Linked DNA regions of Gossypium hirsutum: region 2 is linked to region 1. Evidence: chromatin contacts called from public Hi-C data. All regions are on one chromosome and are shown on one strand. Each heading gives the region's core, a stretch centred on a gene start, on an enhancer-like site or on the middle of the called end of the contact. The rest is flanking DNA. Distances are from core to core; before and after follow the strand shown.

Region 1 (5,116 bases), core at 784-3,283:
AGGATCGTATGTCGCACAAGACTTACCACAAAAACAAGATTCACATCATCACCAACAGCATCTACGTATTTCCTCATTTTAACTAATTTGTCTGAGCTATATGAGAAACCTGATGTGCAAGAAAAAGAACTTGAGTTCCGGAAACAACGGATTTTACAGACAACACGAGAAACAACAATCAAAGTCAAACCCACCTATTTTGCGAGAGTTGACAGGAAAGTAATTGGTTACGGGATTCTTTATCACACGTAAAAGCTTTTCACGCTTGCCAACGGCAGTTATATTTAGTTTTTGTAGCAGTTGCACTGCATGATTGTTAAATAGGTCAATAAGAAACAGACTGGTAAGAGTTTCAAAATGCAGCAGAAGAGACAAAATCTCAGCCATGATAACTTACACATAATACCAGAGAACCGCTTATATGTTCTTGGAATTCTAACATGAGGTTTAACTTCAAAAAGTACACCTTTCTCAGTTCTAACATACACAGCTTGCAATCTCCCAGCCTTATTGACCGGACTATCTAGAATCGACAGTAGAGCCTATAGGGAAATGGCAAAAATAGCAGTTAGTTCATCATAGTTTTAACAAAAGAGGATCAAGAATGCAGTATCAATTAATTCATCATACTTTTAAGAAAAGAAATATAAAGATAGCAATAAATAACAAAAAAAGGAGGAAAATAACCTGATGTGTTATGTCAGGTCTGTAATCAGCAGGATTCCTGTTATTTTTCCGCAAGAAATTGGCATGATCATCTGAGTTCAAGAGTTGAAAACTCTGTAACAATTTACAACCAACAAGACAAATTACAGTTGAAAACCAAACTTCTTTAATGAAAATTATCAATTAAAAAATACAAAAACTCATACTCGTAAACGATAACAGAAGCACTAAGCACATTACGAAGTTCAAGTTCGATATACCTTTCCAACTTTAGCAACTTCCAATGAAGCCTTCTCAAGAACAAAAATGACCCCATTTTTGTTATTCTTTTTATCAGAGGGGACAATTGGGATTCCCACAAGTTCATCTGTTCCAGCTTCACCTCCTTCCTCTTCTTCTTTACCTACGACTTCCTCTGTTGGCTTTTCAATAGCAGCTCGTTTTGCTGGTTCTTTCTCTTCTTCTTCTTCTACTTGTTCTTCATGTTCTTGCTCTTTTTTATCATACTTCTCGCCTCTATTCTTCCGTTTCTTCCCTTTAATAGCATACGGTCGAACCATTTTATCGGCTTGAAATATTATTTATCCTTTAAATAAGAAGCAACATAGTAAAAGATAACACTACATTAGAATAAGAAAATAATAAGCTTTTTTAGTGGAATTACTTTCATTGCTATTTTAAGAACCCGTTGCTACATTAGATTAGGACAACAATTGAATTTAAAAAACAAATAGCACAACTCCTATTCAAAGTTAGCTACTCGAAATTCGGTTCAAGCTCTCTGCTCGAGAAACAATACATGCTTGATGAGTATCGTATACTAATTTTCCAATACTCGAACTCCAGTTTGAACTGGAAATTAAGCTTTTGCATGTACAAGAAAAAATTTATATCAATTAAATTTAATAAAAAAAAAACTCAAGAGGGTACAGTGGTCAGAGTTCACATAGTGGTGCGTAGCGGTGTATCGGCCGCTTTTTCTTGCGGTGGCGGCGCCTTCCACCACCGCGAAAGACCTCAACAGCGGTGTGAAGAAATAAAACAAAGCAGAAAAGAATGAGAAAAAATTATAAAAGAGAAGTTACGAACAACTTACAGTGGGCGGCGGCGAAGAGGGCGTAAACCGATCGACGGACGGGGGAGGCGTTCAAGGACGGCGATGGATTCTGTTTAAGCGACGGCTGTGAGAAAAAGAGTGAATAGGTAGAAGAAGAGAACCCTATAAGGTTTCTGACTTTAGTTTTAATTTGTTCAAAATTTTATTTTGGTTAAATGTCTTATTAGTCCATGTTTGTATACAGAATTTGAGATTTTGCTCCTATATTTTAAAAGTTAAAACTCAATCTTAGTTTTTTATTTAAAATCCTAATTAAGTTACCACCGCCATTGACTGTTTTTGTTAAAGTGTGCCAAAAGAAACTTTAAGGATCAAAGTGAAAAAAGGTATACATTAGGGACTAAAGTGTACATTAAGCCATAAATTTAATATGATATAAACATACTCCCGTTCATTTCACGGGCTTCAGTAGTCTATACAAGTGTGCATGTGCCGGGCCGGGCCGGGCCAGGTTTAACTAAAAATTTAGTCCTGAGTTCGGTCTAAATCAAAAAATAGGTTTAAAATTTTAACTAAGCCCGACCTGAATAAAAATGTTAAAATTCAAGCTTAACCCGGTCCGCCTATATTAATTTTTATATTATTTTTTATATAATTTTAAAATATATATAAACCATAAAAAATATTAAAAACATCAAATAAATATTTCTCAACAAATTGAAAATAAATTTTAAAAAATAAATATACTTAAATAACACGAAAATAGATATAACTTAATAAACAAATGTTTCTAAAATAATAACAAAATTAACAAATTTCTTTAAAATAATAAAAAAATTAACAATAAAATAAATTTTATACAATATCTAAATAATAACAATAAAATAATAAAAATATAATAGCAAAATAATAACAAAATAAATAATAAATAATAAAAAATAATATTAAAAAAATTATCATGTAATGAATTCGGGTAAACGGGACCCAAATAAAAAATACTTTACCCAAATTCCAACTCATTTTTAAACGGATGTTACTTTTTACACCCTATTTTTTTCTTATATTTTTGCCCAAACTATTTCGCATTCCTATGCACACCTCTAGTCGGCTATAAAAACTAGAACTCTAGTGTGCCTCCCTCTTACTCTTTCTTCTCTTGGGCTGAGCAGAAGCTTGTGAACTCCATTTCTGTTTGGTTTGAAGGAAAAAGAGGTACTAAACTGAAACCTGTGAGCGTTCTTCCTGTTTTCAGTTCTGATTACTGTATTTTATTGTTAACTTCTAAGCCTCTACTACAAGTTGTGTTATTTTATTGAATTTCATATCTAAGTTGATTTGTATACCTATTAACCTGTGTGGGTTTTTGTTGAGGGCTTTTATATTATTTTTCTAGAAAATTGAATCTGTTTGTAACTTCTCTTTTAAATTTGCTTGGGGTTTTTTTTCTTGAATCTAAGGAAAATAATCTCATGAACATATCTGTGTTTGACGTATTTGGCGGAAAACTAACTCTTAATCAGATGTCTATTAAGCAACGATTTCAAATTGTTGTCAAAATCCTTTTCATTTAACCTAACTCGTCTTCGTTTTGCTGCAGGTCAATAGTAAAAATGGTTCAATATAATTTCAAGAAAATCACTGTTGTACCAAATGGGAAGGACTTCATAGATATTATTCTCTCACGTACCCAACGGATAACTCCAACTGTTTTCCACAAAGGGTATGCGATTTCCCGTCTCCGCCAGTTCTATATGCGTAAAGTTAAGTACACCCAGCAGAATTTTCATGAGAAGCTTTCGACAATAATTGATGAGTTCCCTCGCCTTGATGATATCCATCCATTTTATGGTGATCTTCGTCATGTTCTCTATAACAAGGATCACTACAAGCTTGCTCTTGGCCAGATAAATACTGCTAGGAATCTCATTAGCAAGATTGCTAAAGATTATGTCAAGCTATTAAAGTATGGTGACTCGCTATATCGGTGCAAGTCGCTAAAGGTTGCTGCACTTGGTCGTATGTGTACTGTCATAAAGAGGATTGGTCCTAGTCTAGCCTACCTTGAGCAGATTAGGCAACATATGGCAAGGTTGCCATCTATTGATCCTAATACTCGAACCATGTTGATTTGTGGGTACCCTAATGTTGGTAAGAGTTCATTTATGAACAAAATCACGAGGGCTGATGTGGATGTCCAACCTTATGCTTTCACTACCAAGTCACTATCAAGTAATTGATACACCTGGAATTTTGGACAGGCCATTTGAAGATCGAAATATTATTGAGATGTGCAGCATTACAGCATTGGCTCACTTACGAGCTGCAGTGTTGTTCTTTTTGGATATATCTGGGTCATGTGGGTACAGCATTGCCCAGCAAGCAGCTCTTTTTCACAGCATTAAATCTCTCTTTATGAACAAACCCTTGATCATTGTTTGCAATAAGACTGATTTGCAGCCATTGGATGGCATATCTGAGGAAGACAGGAAATTGGTCATGGAGATGAAAGCTGAAGCCATGAAGACTGTGATTGGTCAAGGAAGTGAGCCTACAAATGAAGAAGGGGTGCTATTGACTGTGAGCACTTTGACTGAGGATGGAGTGATTGCTGTGAAGAATGCAGCTTGTGAAAGGTTACTGAATCAGAGGGTAGAGTTGAAGATGAAATCGAAAAAAAATAAATGACTGCCTTAATAGGTTTCATGTTGCATTACCAAAGCCACGTGACCAAAAGGAACGGCCAGCTTGCATACCCCAGGCAGTTTTGGAAACTAAAGCCAAGCAAGCAGCAGAGAAAGAAAAGAGGAAAACTGAAAAGGATTTGGAGGATGAGAATGGTGGTGCTGGTGTGTATTCTGCTAGTTTGAGGAAGAACTATATACTGTCAAATGATGAATGGAAAGAGGACATAATGCCTGAAATTCTTGATGGTCACAATGTGTACGATTTCATCGACCCTGATATCTTGTTAAGGCTTGAAGAGTTGGAGCGTGAAGAGGGTCTTCGACAAGAAGAGGAGGAAGGTGATGACTTTGAGATGGATGGCCAAGAATTATCCCCGGAAGAGCAAGAAGCACTGGCTGAGATCAGGAAAAAGAAGAGCATGCTTATTCAACAGCATAGGATGAAGAAAAGCACTGCAGAAAGTCGGCCTGTTGTACCAAGAAAGTTCGGCACAGATAGAAAGTTCACAACAGAGAGGATGGGCTGACAGCTATCTTCTTTGGGGCTGGATGCCTCTCTTGCAATTAATCGTGCTCGTAGCAAGTCAAGAGGCCGGAAAAGGGAGCGATCAGTTGATAGGAGAGAGGGTGATGATGGAGATGCTATGGATATAGATGACAACCAAGCAAGCAAAAAGCTCCGTCTAAGGTCTACATCTTGGTCAAGGTC
Region 2 (5,116 bases), core at 1,042-3,541, 570 kb after region 1:
GAGGAAGGGTTCATCGCAGTTGCCTCACTTATAAAGCTTCAATTTCAACCAAGAATTGGTAAAATCAACAATGGAAACACACTATAAAACTAGTAAAAACCAACAGCTACATTGATGGGATCACCTCAACCACCTTCTTAGATCACTAGTTGAAGATGGTGACATTTCACCACCAAGGCTCTCAGTACAACAAGATGAATAGTTAGATTGTCGTTCCAATCCGAATTGCGATCCGCTTACACTTTTAAAACTCGGGCTCCTCAAGCTATGACCATAACCTCCATACCCCATCCCAATACCGTATGGTTCCGGGATGGGAAACGATAGCCTTTTCCTTGCTGAACTGATTCGGTCCCTCTCTGGTGTCGATGGCCTCTGTCTTGGTGCACTTTGAGACCTAATCCTAGCCTTTGCAGACTCTGTTGCTGCCATGTAATTAGGCAATGTAATAGCATTGTTTATACTAGTACTAGCTTGAGTACTAACCCTGCCTGTGTAATAATAATTGGACCTTAAACTTGGTGTTTGTGATGATGAAAACGAGGTTCGGTCTTCCCTAACGCAACGAGGGCTCGCAGACCGTACTTGAACCGGACGTGTTTTCGATGGAGAGGGTGTAATTGGAGAAGGGTGGAAAGCTTGTGCATTGTGTTGAGCCCTATGGAGAGGTGAACTAGGCCTTTGGTGATAATGGTTTGAATTTGTTCTTCTATAATTTGGTGCTACATATGAATAAGGCTGTGAAGTGTCCATTTCAACAGTTTTGACATTATCTCTTTGATCCATTGAAGCTCTTCCTCTGTTATCCCATGGTTTAGCAGGCATCCAACGATCAAGCCACTCATCTTGTCCCCCATTGATGGACTCCTTCGAGCTCTCCTCATCTATTTTACGGTCAAATTGGTTTATATGAATCATTACAATATGATACAACAAGACATGGTTAAAGACAGAACATGAACCTGTTGTGACAGTGCTTGTGACAAGCTCTTTTCACGTTTCAAAGCAGCTTCTTTCCTATGTTGTAACATAGCTTTCACTTCTTCAACTGTGTGTGGCCTTTCGTCCCAATCATCTGCTATGCTACTTCCTCCTCTCGACTAGAACACACACAGACATAAAGACAAGGCAAATAAGAAGCTGAATCTTTAAACCACACATAAAGTCATAAACAAAAGGCTTAAAACACTTACTAATGATCTTCTATCCGATATATCTTGAAGATACCGTGATTCCCAGGTGTCGCTAAATGCTGATTTCCGGCTGCAACCATCGTGCGAGAGCCTCATTCTTTGGTCTAAAACACGAGACTGAACTTTAACCAGTGCTTGCATGCAACGAAGCGTCATCTTGGCTTGCTTTCTCACGTTGTGACCTCTCACTAAAGCTTGTAACTTCACTAGCCCTTTTAACGCACGTAGAGCTCTCCTGGCCTTCATTATCACCACCACAAAATCAACACTAAACCCCCATTTTTTCTCATGCAAAAAACAACAATTTTCAAAGGCAAAATTTTTTTCTTACCAGGTAGCCTCTAAAAGCTGTCTGAATAACAATAGCAGCAAAGTGATGTTTCCTGCCATAACTAGGTTTAGTCAACCGAGCAGCTTGTAAAGCTGCTTCTGCAGTCGCCACCGCAGCTTCAGCTTCCGCTGCTTTAGCCACCGCCACAGCAATAGCATGCCTTTTCTCCGCTGCTGCCGTACTTGCACCACCACCACCACCACCATTATTACCTACACTCTTCACAGGACTTGTATCTTGTTTCCTAAAGATCCACCTCCGTTTATCTCTCTTCTATATAAAAAAAATAAAAAATCAAAGGCTTTTCTTTTTATATTCATAAACAGCCATTAAAATAGATTGAAACACTTACCTTTTCATCATCATGGGTATCTTTAGTAGGAGATCTAAAAGCCCTTTTCACAGCAGTCAACCATGAAGTCCCTCCTTTCTTCCCCATTCAAAAGGATAGGGTTAAACCAAGCTGCATTTACAGCTAAAAGAAGCTTTGAAGAAGGAGCCAAGACACCAACACTGTGAAGATAAAAAAGATTCTGATTGTAATATGGATTCTTGTTAAATTGCCAGAGAAAGACATACAGGACAAGATAATTTAATGATATATATATTTCCTCAAGAGAGAGATACAATGAAAGGGAAAACAACGAAAGTGAACAGCTTAGATTTCAATATATCCAAGCTTGGGTGAACTTTCGAGCACATTGAGACATCGATGGTGGTGGTGTCAGAGTGTAGTACGTTAACATTTTTTTTTCAATGTTATTGAATTTTATAGGTTTAATTCTGAATTTTGTATTCTTATTTTACGAAATTTTAAAAATTGGTCTTTTATTTTAACTTTCCAGAATTTTATTTTTATTTTTGAGAAGTTAGTTTAATTTAATATTCTTATTTATTATTCACTTCAAAATCAAGAGTTTATCAATTTGTATATATTAAATTTGTAAAAGTAACTACTTCCATAATTTATATGCAATAAAGAAAAAAAAAGGTAAACCACAACATTAGTCACTAAATTATGAATAACTTTTTGTTTTGGTAACTTAATAAAAGAAAGCTACAATTTGGTCATTAAATTACTTAAAAGTTTTCATTTAAGTTACTGAGTTGTTAATATTTTTTTTTAAAGTTCCGCCAGAGAGTTTCAAGCTGCAGTTTAATGATTGGTATAATGGATCAGTATTTATCTAAGAATCGAAGAAAATACCTTTAGATCCGTCAATCTAACGGTCAGTGTCGAAGATTGGAGAAAAAAGCTGTTTGAATTTTGGTTCGCAAATTCTTAACGTCCAAAATTGTTTCATAAAAAAAAAGAATTATAGAAGAGAAAGGAAAAGAGAGCTTTCGATTAATGCAAGTAGTGTGAACAGAAAAAGCGATATAGCATCGTATTTAACAACTCAGTGACTTAAATGAAAATTATTTGATATTTGAGTTTAGTTTAAATGTTTAATTTGACATGTTAATTTTTTATCTTAATTTGGTACTTGAGTTTGGTTTTAATGCTCATTTTGGTACCTAAATTTTTTCAATTTAATACTTAAGTTTTTTTTATCTAATTAAGTACCCAAATTTAACTTTAATATTTAATTTGACATCTAAACTCTTTTTATGCTAATTAAGAATTTATATTTTCTTAACAAAACATATGTATCAAATATTTATTAAATCACATGGCATCATTTTATCTTAATACAAAATTATACATGAAATTTAATATAAAACTAAACTTAAATACCGAAAGGGTATTTTGTGTTATGAGGTTTTCTTTTGGGGGGTAATAATAAATAATAAAGTTTAATACTAAATTAAAGGGAACATGAGGAACAGAGAGTAGTGGACGTGCTGTGGACGAGGTGAGATATCGAGAAACGTTGAAAGGCAAAGGCCATGAAAAGAAAAAAAGGGAAACCCACGTTGAGTTTTGCACATCAACCAATGGCTAAAGTCTCCTTTTTTTCTTTTCTTTTTTTTTTCAAAACAAAGTTTTTTTAATAAAAAAATAATCACTTTCAAATAAAATATCGGTTTAGATAATATAAATGTAGAAAAAAGATGTTTGGGTTTATTTAAATTTTGACACATAAGATTGAATTTTGGCATTTGTATATTAACTAAGTCCATTTTTATATATGATGTTAGATTTTGATAAGAATGGATAATGCGACATTTTAAAATTATGATATTTTCAATTTATAATATGGTATGATTACAATATTAAACTTTTATATTTTTTAAATTTAGTGATTAAAATATATCTAATTGTTAAGTTTATATATTAAAGTTGTTGTTATTGTAACATATAAAGCATGAGTTTAAGTATACTTTTGTGCTTATTATCTTTTGATTTTAGGGTGTGAATGAGTTATAGATAATTAAAAGAATTAAGTAGAAAAAATACTAAAAACGATATTAAAATTAAGACAAAAAAATTATATTAAGAAAGTTTTGTTCTGTTTAAATGTATGATTCGACTCTACTTGAGAATTAGGTAAAATTAATTGATTTAATGCAAAAAAAAATCTAAAAAAAATATATTCATCTTTATTAAGAATTCATTAAGCTGATAGCTACTCTAAAATAAAAGTGGAAGCTTTTGTTCTGGTATTGTCCTTTACCCCTTTTTCCTTTAGGTTCTTAAAAAATTGATATAAACTGGACACCTCTCGTGGTGTCACGTGGTAGGAGCTGATGAATAGTGACTAATAACTAATGATCAAAGCAGTGGGAAAAAAAATATCAGGTGGATTATGGAGCACGGTGGTCCTATTTCCTTCCATTGATTTTAAATTGAAAGTGACATTTGAATCAGAAGATGATGAAAAAGTAGTAAATCAAGTGGTCCAAAAAGGACTTGAGGGAGTTGGGAAAATGTACCTTCACATAGTCTCAGTGAGTCTCAGAGTCAGTCAGGTATTGAATCTATAAAACATACCCCCAAACATTTTTGATTTTATGTCAAAGACCAGTCAAAGTCTTTCAGAGATGTAAGTAATAATAATTAAATCAGGGGAAGAAGAAGAAGCAGCCAGATTTACATACAGCTAATATGAAATATTTAAAGGAGCTCAAGAAAACATTCCCATGGAGTGAAAGATCGTTTGTTTTTTTTTTTCTCTAATAAATTTAATCAATTATTTATTTGACCTAAACCAACACTCTTTTATGGTAGGGCTTGTAGTTATGAACTGGCTGCCTACTACACAGACATAAACTGCAAAGTTGGGAGGGTCACAGCTCTTCTCTTAGTAACCAATTGCTGACTGGGGAATAGGTACTTGAATGCAATGTATTACCTAATATTATATATAACTTACACACCACTGTCTACTGTCTTATATATATCATTAGTAGACGATTTATGTGATTCAATCCCATGACGTAAAAATAAGATAAACATCTTTAATTAATGTGTGAAATGTTGGGTTCATCTAAATTATTTTTTTGAGAGCGAGTTTGTATTTTCTAACCATTTCACAAAATTGGCTTGCTTTGGATAAACAAAAGAGAAGGTTTTTAAGCAAAAATTGTTGATATGTGGTTCAATGTTAGAGTTACATGGTGTTTGGGGTCTTTGGGCTCTAAAGGGCAT

What was found. A called contact is a pair of places that touch in the nucleus more often than the background predicts.
Region 2: a Hi-C map of leaf shows a contact between it and region 1, with 2.4 times the contacts expected there. The contact joins the promoter of LOC107923340 here to the promoter of LOC121210907 in region 1. A contact is called at or near these places in 5 of 34 Hi-C or Micro-C datasets (callus and leaf).

What each region holds. Positions count from the first base shown.
Region 1 is chrA12:82,129,883-82,134,998 of Gossypium_hirsutum_v2.1, forward strand. It overlaps LOC121210907 (ribosomal RNA small subunit methyltransferase nep-1), which reads right to left and starts at 2,034. Exons shown (of 8, transcript XM_041082846.1): 1 at 1,763-2,034; 2 at 927-1,252; 3 at 688-780; 4 at 398-542; 5 at 195-305; 6 at 27-109. The coding sequence starts at 1,226. It also overlaps the pseudogene LOC107948146.
Region 2 is chrA12:82,700,995-82,706,110 of Gossypium_hirsutum_v2.1, forward strand. LOC107923340 (protein IQ-DOMAIN 1) reads right to left here and starts at 2,292. Exons shown (of 5, transcript XM_041082851.1): 1 at 1,877-2,292; 2 at 1,525-1,797; 3 at 1,194-1,433; 4 at 935-1,100; 5 at 1-884. The coding sequence starts at 1,963. The coding sequence ends at 121.